2 separate regions of the Macaca mulatta genome follow, and region 2 is linked to region 1. Evidence: chromatin contacts called from public Hi-C data. All regions are on one chromosome and are shown on one strand. Each heading gives the region's core, a stretch centred on a gene start, on an enhancer-like site or on the middle of the called end of the contact. The rest is flanking DNA. Distances are from core to core; before and after follow the strand shown. Region 1 overlaps XPNPEP1 (X-prolyl aminopeptidase 1). Region 2 overlaps MXI1 (MAX interactor 1, dimerization protein).

Evidence for each region. Hi-C and Micro-C count contacts between places; a contact is called where the count stands out from the background.
Region 2: a Hi-C map of fibroblasts shows a contact between it and region 1, with 2.0 times the contacts expected there. The contact joins two enhancer-like sites. A contact is called at or near these places in 4 of 14 Hi-C or Micro-C datasets (blood, fetal cortex germinal zone, fibroblasts and 1 more).

Annotation. Positions count from the first base shown.
Region 1 is chr9:122,036,871-122,041,171 of T2T-MMU8v2.0, reverse strand. XPNPEP1 (X-prolyl aminopeptidase 1) reads left to right here. Exons shown (of 21, transcript NM_001266962.1): 8 at 965-1,060; 9 at 3,163-3,244. Among named protein-coding and RNA genes, the nearest start is that of XPNPEP1, 41 kb to the left of the region's middle. Within about 2 kb of position 2,886, at least 14 of the 40 cell types and tissues checked have an H3K27ac peak or open chromatin away from gene starts, as enhancers often do.
Region 2 is chr9:122,379,774-122,383,674 of T2T-MMU8v2.0, reverse strand. The region is part of intron 1 of MXI1 (MAX interactor 1, dimerization protein); the gene reads right to left. Among named protein-coding and RNA genes, the nearest start is that of MXI1, 3.9 kb to the right of the region's middle. Within about 2 kb of position 2,619, at least 31 of the 40 cell types and tissues checked have an H3K27ac peak or open chromatin away from gene starts, as enhancers often do.

The sequences.
Region 1 (4,301 bases), core at 1,637-4,136:
CATCCTCACCAGAGGGGTATTGCGGAACAGGGAGGATGGCTCCAGTGAGTGGCCCAGGGTCAGCTAAATATTTTCTATCAGCGTGGTTTGAAATTTTTTTCACTAGAGCAGAAGCTCTGACTTGTTGCTTGTAGGAGAGGGGAGAGCAAATGTTGCTGATAAAGCTTTTGTTCAGTACACATTTGGGTGCCTACTATCTGCAGGACGCCGTGCAAGGTGCTGAGTGAATAAGACAGATGCCCACCCAATTGGCTGTTCCCTGAGTTATGAATTGCCCTGGTAGGGTGGTTGTGGTGGCAATGGAGTGAGCTCCTCTAGCACCACAATTTCATCTTGCAGAGCAGCAGGGAGGCCTTGGCAGTGTCTAAAAGGGCAAATGTGATTTGGAAGTGGTAATCCCAGTGAGTCAGACTGTAGGGAATTCCTAGGTCTTAGCACCGAAAGGCAAGTCTTGCAGCCCCAGGAGCATCAAATGGTGGGTGCCGTTCCCCTGACCTCTGACACTGGGTGAGTTCCCTCTGCTGGGTGGTGTGTTGATGTAGCTCCCTGTGTGTCCCCTGTTGCATCAGTATTTACAGTAGTGTGTTAATTGCTGGTTTCATTGTCTGTCTTCCCTTCTATATTATAAGCCCCATGAAGACAGGGACCGGGTCTGGCTCAGAGCTGTAACCACAGTGACCAGCAGAGTGCCTGGCATGTATCTATGCCTGGCAGATCTAGATGCTACACAGGCATTTGTGGGATGCGTAAATGAATGAATTTTACTGGTGAGGCAATCAAGGCTCACGACAGTTAAGTGGCTTGGACACCTCTTATATAGGGCTTGAATCCAGGCCTCCTGTCTGTGTAAATATAGCGTGCTCCCTGTAAGAAGTGGTGCTGATGTTTGGGGTAGGTTCTTTCACTGGGTTCCTACTGCTTTCTGGGACCAGGGCTGGAGTTAAAGCACATTTGTTTCTTGCAGGCATCTCCTGGAAGGACAAGGTTGCAGACCTTCGGTTGAAAATGGCTGAGAGGAACGTCATGTGGTTTGTGGTCACTGCCTTGGATGAGATTGCGTGTGAGTGCTCTGGTTTCGCTGTTTGGGCATGTTACCCGATCTCTCCTTTGGGTCTCTGGGAATCTGTGTGTTCATGCCATTCAACTTTTCTGAGTGGCCAGGGAATAAGCAGAAGACTATGTTCCAAATGGGTATAGGAGATGCCAATTAGGATGAAGGAGAAAGAATTACAGGGAATTGGGGAGGGGAGTGAGGCTTGCCCAGAGCAGTATTACAGCTGGGTGATGCTCACCTCTGGCCAGTCCCTCAGGACCATGGCACCTCTAAGGAAGGGCATTTCCTACAAATATTTTATGTCTGTCAGCCTCTCTGTAGGTGTAGAAGTGGGATCATAGCAGAAGCCTTCTTTCTTTACACTCGTCCTGTAGTTCCTAAGGTCTTTATAGTGAGAATGTTCTGGGAACGTTTCTACCTCAGAAAACTAGGAACCGAAAGTTCTTCCCCAAGCCCTTTAATAGCAAGTTTCTCAATCTTTAGACCTTAACCCACCTTCATGCAATTGTTCAGCACCTTCTTTCATCTAAAACCTGATGGAATCTGGTTGAACTTTCCTGTCCTGTCTTCTGGTTTCTGAGTCGATTTGACCCAGGGCAGCTGAGGAGAGGCACTGCTTTCTCTTTTTGCCTTCTCGCTAGAGAATGAGACCCTGCTGCAGTGTCCTCTCTCTTCAGTCCCTGCGTCTTCCATCCCCAAAACATTGTCAAGTGTATCAGTGACTTACATCCTTAATTAACTTAATGACCTCAGCGTCAGAGAAAAACACATGGAAAACTTTTTTCTCTCCCCGATTGTAACAAAAACACAATCCCATGATAGAAGACTTGGAAAGTGCAGAGGAAGTAAAAAGAAGAAGAAAAAAATCACCTATAAATTCTGCTACTTAGAGATAATCAGTGTCAATATTCTATGCATATATCATTTTATGGCCCGATTTTTTTCACTGTATCAGTATACTATAAGCATATATAAGCATAATTTTAAGTGAGTATTAAATATTCCATCATGTGGTTATACCATAGTTTATTTAACTGTTTCCCTAAGGATGACCTTTGGGTTATTTGCAGTAATCCCATAATTTATTACGATGCTACCATGAAAATCTTGGTTCATGAATCTATGTCTTAGTGTTTGATAATTTTCTTCCTATTTCTGGTTGGCTTTTAGGGCTTTTGACCCATTTTGCCCTTTGCCTGCCAGAAAGTTTGCACCTTGGTATTTGAATTTGTCCATCTTGCCACACCCTAACCCCAGGTACTGTCATTTTTTAAGAAGTGCTAGTATGATAGGTAAAAAATGTTGCCTCATCACTTTATTTTGAGAAGCCGTTATTTTAAAATAGAGGTTGTACGTTTAATGCCCAGGCCTTTTTTTGCTCTGATCCTCATGAGAACAAGTGATGGAAGCTGGAAGTCGTGGGACCAGAACTGTGCTCTCTCCTGGTCTCTCTAGTTCTCAGACGTTCAGCAACATCACTGCCACTGGCTGTCCGCAGGTCCTCCACCCAGTGGTGGTGCCGGGGCAGACCCATGGGTGGGCTGCAGGCTCTGATTTCATTCGCGAGCTGCAGCCTCGCTGACTCACTGCTTTTCTTTCCACCTCTGACAGGAAGCTCCGTCTCCATGGGGCTCACTGACCCTTACAGAGGAGGCTTGCCTGGCTTCCCTTGTGTGAGGGCCTCAGTTTTTCTACCCTAGGTCATCTGCCTCAGAAGGGAGAGAGGGCTCGTCTCCTTCCCTTTTATTTGGGAGTGCTAGAGGTTTGTCGGCTTCAAGGCCAGGCCTGGCAGGTCGCCACTAGGCGGATTGCATTTCAACTGCTTGTGGGGGCAGTTCTCAGGATTTTGACTAATAGCTTTTATTCCCTTCTCCCGGCAGTGATGTGGAAGCATGAGAAACAGCTCTGGTGCCCTCACGTGGTGGACATGAGCAATTGCAGTTCAGAGGTGGAACCAAACAGGAGTCAGGCTCCCAGCCTTTCTGTGCGATTCCACTGAATCCTTCCACAGCAGCTGGACTCCAAGCTGAAGCTCTTCCCTCCCCCTACAAGCGACCCCTTAAAATCTTAAGTCAGACAGGTGACAGGGACTTTGATTTCTTTTCTAGGGCTATTTAATCTCCGAGGATCAGATGTGGAGCACAATCCAGTATTTTTCTCCTACGCAATCATAGGACTAGAGACGATCATGTGAGTGTTTGCCCTGCATCTGGAACTCCCTTCCACAGCTCCTCAGAGCCCTGGTGTGCCCTTTCTGGTCCTGGCCCACCCATCACTGCCTGCTAGTTCACTGACGTGCTGCTTTTTTCTTGCCCTTTTAACATTTTCCCTTCTTGTCTTCCTTAGCAGTAGGTGTTTATTTATATCCTGCCTCTCTTTGAGCCCCCAAAATGATTTGAAACGCATGAAAGTGTCTGTAGTACTGTGAGACTGAAAAACAATTAGGTGAGGACGTTAGGACCAAGGTGGAGTGAGGTTAGTTCACCACATTTTTGCTGCAAGGTCTTGTTCAGGCCACACATTCTTTGGCAAGTTTTCTAGCAGCCAGTGTAAAGGGGTATATATGTTCAACTGTACAATTCTGGGTCCACAATGCAAATAAACCCAGTCATTTTGAAGGTCAAAAATAATATGGGAAAACCCCTCCAGCTACGCTTTGTTGAATTGTCAGTTTATTTTTTCAAAGCATTTCTTATAGCCTTTTTTTTCATTACTGTTCTAGTTAAATAGCTTTTTGTATTAAGACAACACATTTATTAAGTGCCAGTGATGTGCTTAGGGTCTCTGTTAGGTGCTAGGGTGACTGAAACAGGACGGGGTCCTGGGTTGGAGTCAGGGAGATGAGCATGTCCTCTTTCTAAAGTATTTGGGCACCTAAGTGGGCACCAGTCTGCTTGTGGGAAGGATGCAGGTGTTATGAGAGGGGCCTGACCTAGACTTGGAGATCAGAGGAGATTCTTGGGGAAAGTAATATTGAAGCAGAGAGTAAGGATAAATGTGGGTGAGTCAGGTGAATGGCAGGGTGAGGAGGAGCGGGGAACCGTGATCCAAGCAGAGGGAAGAGCATTTGCAGAGACTCTGGGCAGTAGAGAGCACGGTGCATGTGGAGGACCTGAAGTGGTTCAGTGAGGTCAGAACATAATGAGGACAGAATGTGAGCAGGGGCCGCAGAAAAGAAAGGCCTTGTGGGCCGCATTCAGGAGCTTGGGTTCTTGTTCTGAACAAGAATAGTGGGAAGCTGCTGAAA
Region 2 (3,901 bases), core at 1,370-3,869, 340 kb before region 1:
CTGGAAAAAATAAGTTAAATCTGGGGAACATAATTTGGGATGCAGAGGAAATAGGGCCTGATGTAAGAATGCTCTTCACATAACTCCACTAAAGACAAATACCCTACTCCACTCCCACCATATTTCAACCTACAGAGTTTTCAGAAAGAAGCATCTGCACATAGTAGACGTGCAATGTACATTTGAAAAATGTATGAATTCATCATAAGATTGTTGCCATGCAAAAATGCAACCAGCTTGAACATTAGTTGCCGTCAAAGCCCTCAATTTCAGCAGAAGTCACTCTAGTCTCCTACTTTCTTATTTGTTCTCAGGGTCACAGCTGTTCACAGGATGCAGTCTCAGCTCTTCAGGTCTCAACTATCATCTTCTTACAGGGATTGGTCTCATCACCCAAGGGAGTTGGAGAACAGTATTTCTGACTCTTCTCCAAATCTCAGAAAGGCTGTCATGTGTTCCCTGGCCTCCAAACCTGATCCTTGTGCCATAGCTAGTAAATGACAAATCTAACCAATCAAAAACTTTACGTTAAGGATCTACTACTGTATGCCCAGTGGTGTGCTATATGCAATGGGTAACATACACTGAATACTGTAAGTGATCTTTTCTCTTAAGTTACTAATAATGTCCTTGTAAAGATAAAGCTAACACACAGGAAGCAAGTAGAGAAGTGCATGGTACTGATTATCAAAGCTCAGAGAAGGTGCTATTTATTGAGCACCTATTATATTTCAGGTACGTTAAATATTTAAGTGCAGTGCCTCATTTAGTTGTTTGACAATGATATGAGGGTCATACTATTGTTATCCCCATTTTGCAAAAAGGAAATGGAACCTCAGGCTAAGTAAGTTGTGTACAAAGTCACAAAGCCAGTAAGCAGTAGAGTAGCAAGCTGGGCCCTGCTCCATGTGACTGCAAAGGTTTCATTCTCTCAAGTACAATGACTTAAGAAATAGAGCCAAATGGGCTGAAATACCTAGGGGCAGCTTCCTGGAGGAGGTGGGAACTGCCCTAAGTCTTGAAGAGAAGGTAGGATACAGATATCCCTAGGGGAATAAGAGAATCAAGGCATTCTAGACAGTAGAAGAGTCTAAGTCGAGCACAGAGGTTCGACTGTGAAGCCTGCTTGCTGGTGGATCTGCCGGACAGACACAGAGGTTTCAGGGCAAGGCAAAGGAGATGAAGTCAGGAAGGCAGGGTGGGGCCAAATGACACCACACAACAGCAGCTTCCCCTGCCAGGAGGAAGAGGCTGCTTCTTGGGCTCTCCATGCCCCTAGGAAAGCACCCCACCCTCAAACCCAGGTGATCCACTCCAAGGAGCCTTATGGTTTTCTACTCTCATCTGATCGCCCTTCCCTATCTTAAGTGTTGCCTCCAAAGCAACCTCCCCCAGACACTAGGAAGCCCATTTCTCTCCTCCAGACCTTACCTGCTCTCACAGCTTCTTTCACTTACCTGCCAGTCAGCTCTTATGCACATAACATCCCTTTATGGATCTCTTCTTCTCTTTTAGTTTTAACCTTTTCCAAAATCTTTTTCTACTTATGAGTCAGTCCTTAATTCCCACCCTTCCACTGGACTCAAAATGCGTATAGGTGATGTCAGAGATTATTTACATATAATTTCTGAATTTATGGTAACAGGGTCACAGCCTTCTTGATTAATATTTCTGGAGGCCTTCAATTTGTGATCCGTAGAGATTCACATCAGTTGGAATTTTGGGAGAATGTACCTGCCTTTCCTAGGGAATCCCCTTGCCTTGCACACAGCAAACAGTCAACAACGGGTGACTTAATTTGAACCCCTCCTCCAAGAAAACTCAACCTCTCCACTAGAAATAATTCAGCAATGTGGCCACAACTTGGTGAACACTACCAGTACGGAAACCTCAACAAGGGAAAGAAAAGCAGTTCTGGCTACGATGGAAAATAAGGCAAGCTCCTGCCAAGTAAGTACTTCGCAAACAGCAGTAAAAATGGAACGTGTTAACTCGTGACCAGGGTCCACCGTGCATCTCAGAAAGGTCTCACCGAACCCGAAATGGAGAATCGGGGCCCGACACTCATCTCCGGAGAGAAAAGCGTCCCTTTAAGAAGAGACTGGACCAGCTGGCCTCACTACAGCTCCGGGAGATTTCCTGGCTTGCATCCTGGCTCCACCCCCGCAGCCTCCGGCCTCAGCAACGCGTGACGTCAGAAGAGGCTGGAGCTGCCGATTGGCTGAATGACGCAGCTAGGTCAAGTCCAGTCGGAGGAAAGAAGTTTGTCTCCATGTGGAAACCATGTGTCTCTAGCCGGGAGGGGGAGGAGGAGAAGGCGGAGAAACCGAGATCAAGTGATTATAGGGGAACTCGCTGAAATGAAGGCGGGGAGGTTGTGCACCTGAGTCGGCCAGCGATGCCCTTTTGCAGTAGTGACCTAAAAAAAAAAAAAAGTACACAACAAACTACCTCACCCCACCCCCAATAATAATAACTAAAAAGCTAGGGTCCTTGCTGCCTTCCAGAAACCAGGGACCCGGTAGATGCTGGAATCCTATCGGAACGCCCAGATCCCTCTCCCTCCCCCAACGACTGAATGATGTAAGCGTTTCGGAAAGCAGAGCTCTGGAGCAAAACAAGCCCCGCGCGCGCAGAACGACCCGCAGTGCCCGAGCCGGGCGCACGCACGACCCGCCCCCCAACTCGCGTTATTGCTGTGCACACGCGGATTGCCGTGACGCGCGGGCATTGTGTGCAGCGAGCAGAAAACAACGACGAGCGCCGCCAGCGCGAAGAAGCGCCCCCCATAAAACGAGGCAGATGTAGGGCCCGCCGTTTTCCGTACCCAGAGACCTAGACCGGGCAGAAGGAGGGGAGGAGAGGGGGTGGGTGGGATAAAGTGGCCCCCGTGGGCCGCCTCTCTTTGCGAGGGGAACAACGGAGGGCCTGGCGGGTGGTCGCACGGAGTTTGCCGGAGGTCACCCCAGCCTGTCCGAGCTGTTGGAGACGGGCGAGAGCCTGAAGCAGGGTCTCTGCAGCCAAAGTGGGCACAGCGCAGCGCCCCAAGCTCTCGGGGAAATCTGGGGGCCGTTGGCATCACGTCATTTAGAGCCAAACAGCAGCGGCGAAAAGAGGCGAGAGAGCTAAAAATACTCCCTCCGGGAGCCGGCCGGAGGAGGGGGGCTGCGGGGCCGAGGGACTTATTACGCACACGAAGTTGACTTAGACTAGGGCGCTAAGGTTCCAAACCCCTCTCGGGGGCCGGCAGATTTGCAGGGCGGACGCTTCGGGAGATGGGCTGGGAGGAAGCCCCTCGGCTTCACCAGCCTCTGGAGCCCGGTTACGCCGCCACGGGCCCGCCCCGCGCGGGGCAGCCCGAGCCCAGCGCGCCTGGCTCTCTGCTTACGTGACTGGTGGCCACGCCGGAGCCCCGGCACGGGGTAAACAACGAGGTGGCGGCGGCCAGGGCGGCGGGGTGGGGCGGGGGGAGGTCTCCGATTGTCTGCGGAGCGGGTGCGAAGTGGGGGCGGGACGCTGAGGAAGCTCCGACCGCCTCCTCCATACACCTCGCTGGCGGGCGGGGGTGGGGGGCTGGGGTGGAGGGACAAGCCAGCTTCGCCACACACTGCCAAGGTGCCCTCATGGGGTGTACCCCTAGTTAGAGTCAAAGCCACGGGACAGACTCCAGAGAACTGGGAGCCGGGGATAGGGGTAGCTAAAGAAATCGCGCCCCTCCCCCCTGCAACAAAAGCAAACACACCAAACAAAACCACGTCTTCACCCAGCTCCCCACCAGCTCTGGCTTTTCAGAAACTACCCTCCAGACAAATGCACACATAGCTTCCCCCCACCCTCCGCCCCCCCCCCCCCCCCCCCCAGCATGAATAATTGCGAAGCGATTCGGCTGCATAGCCTGCGA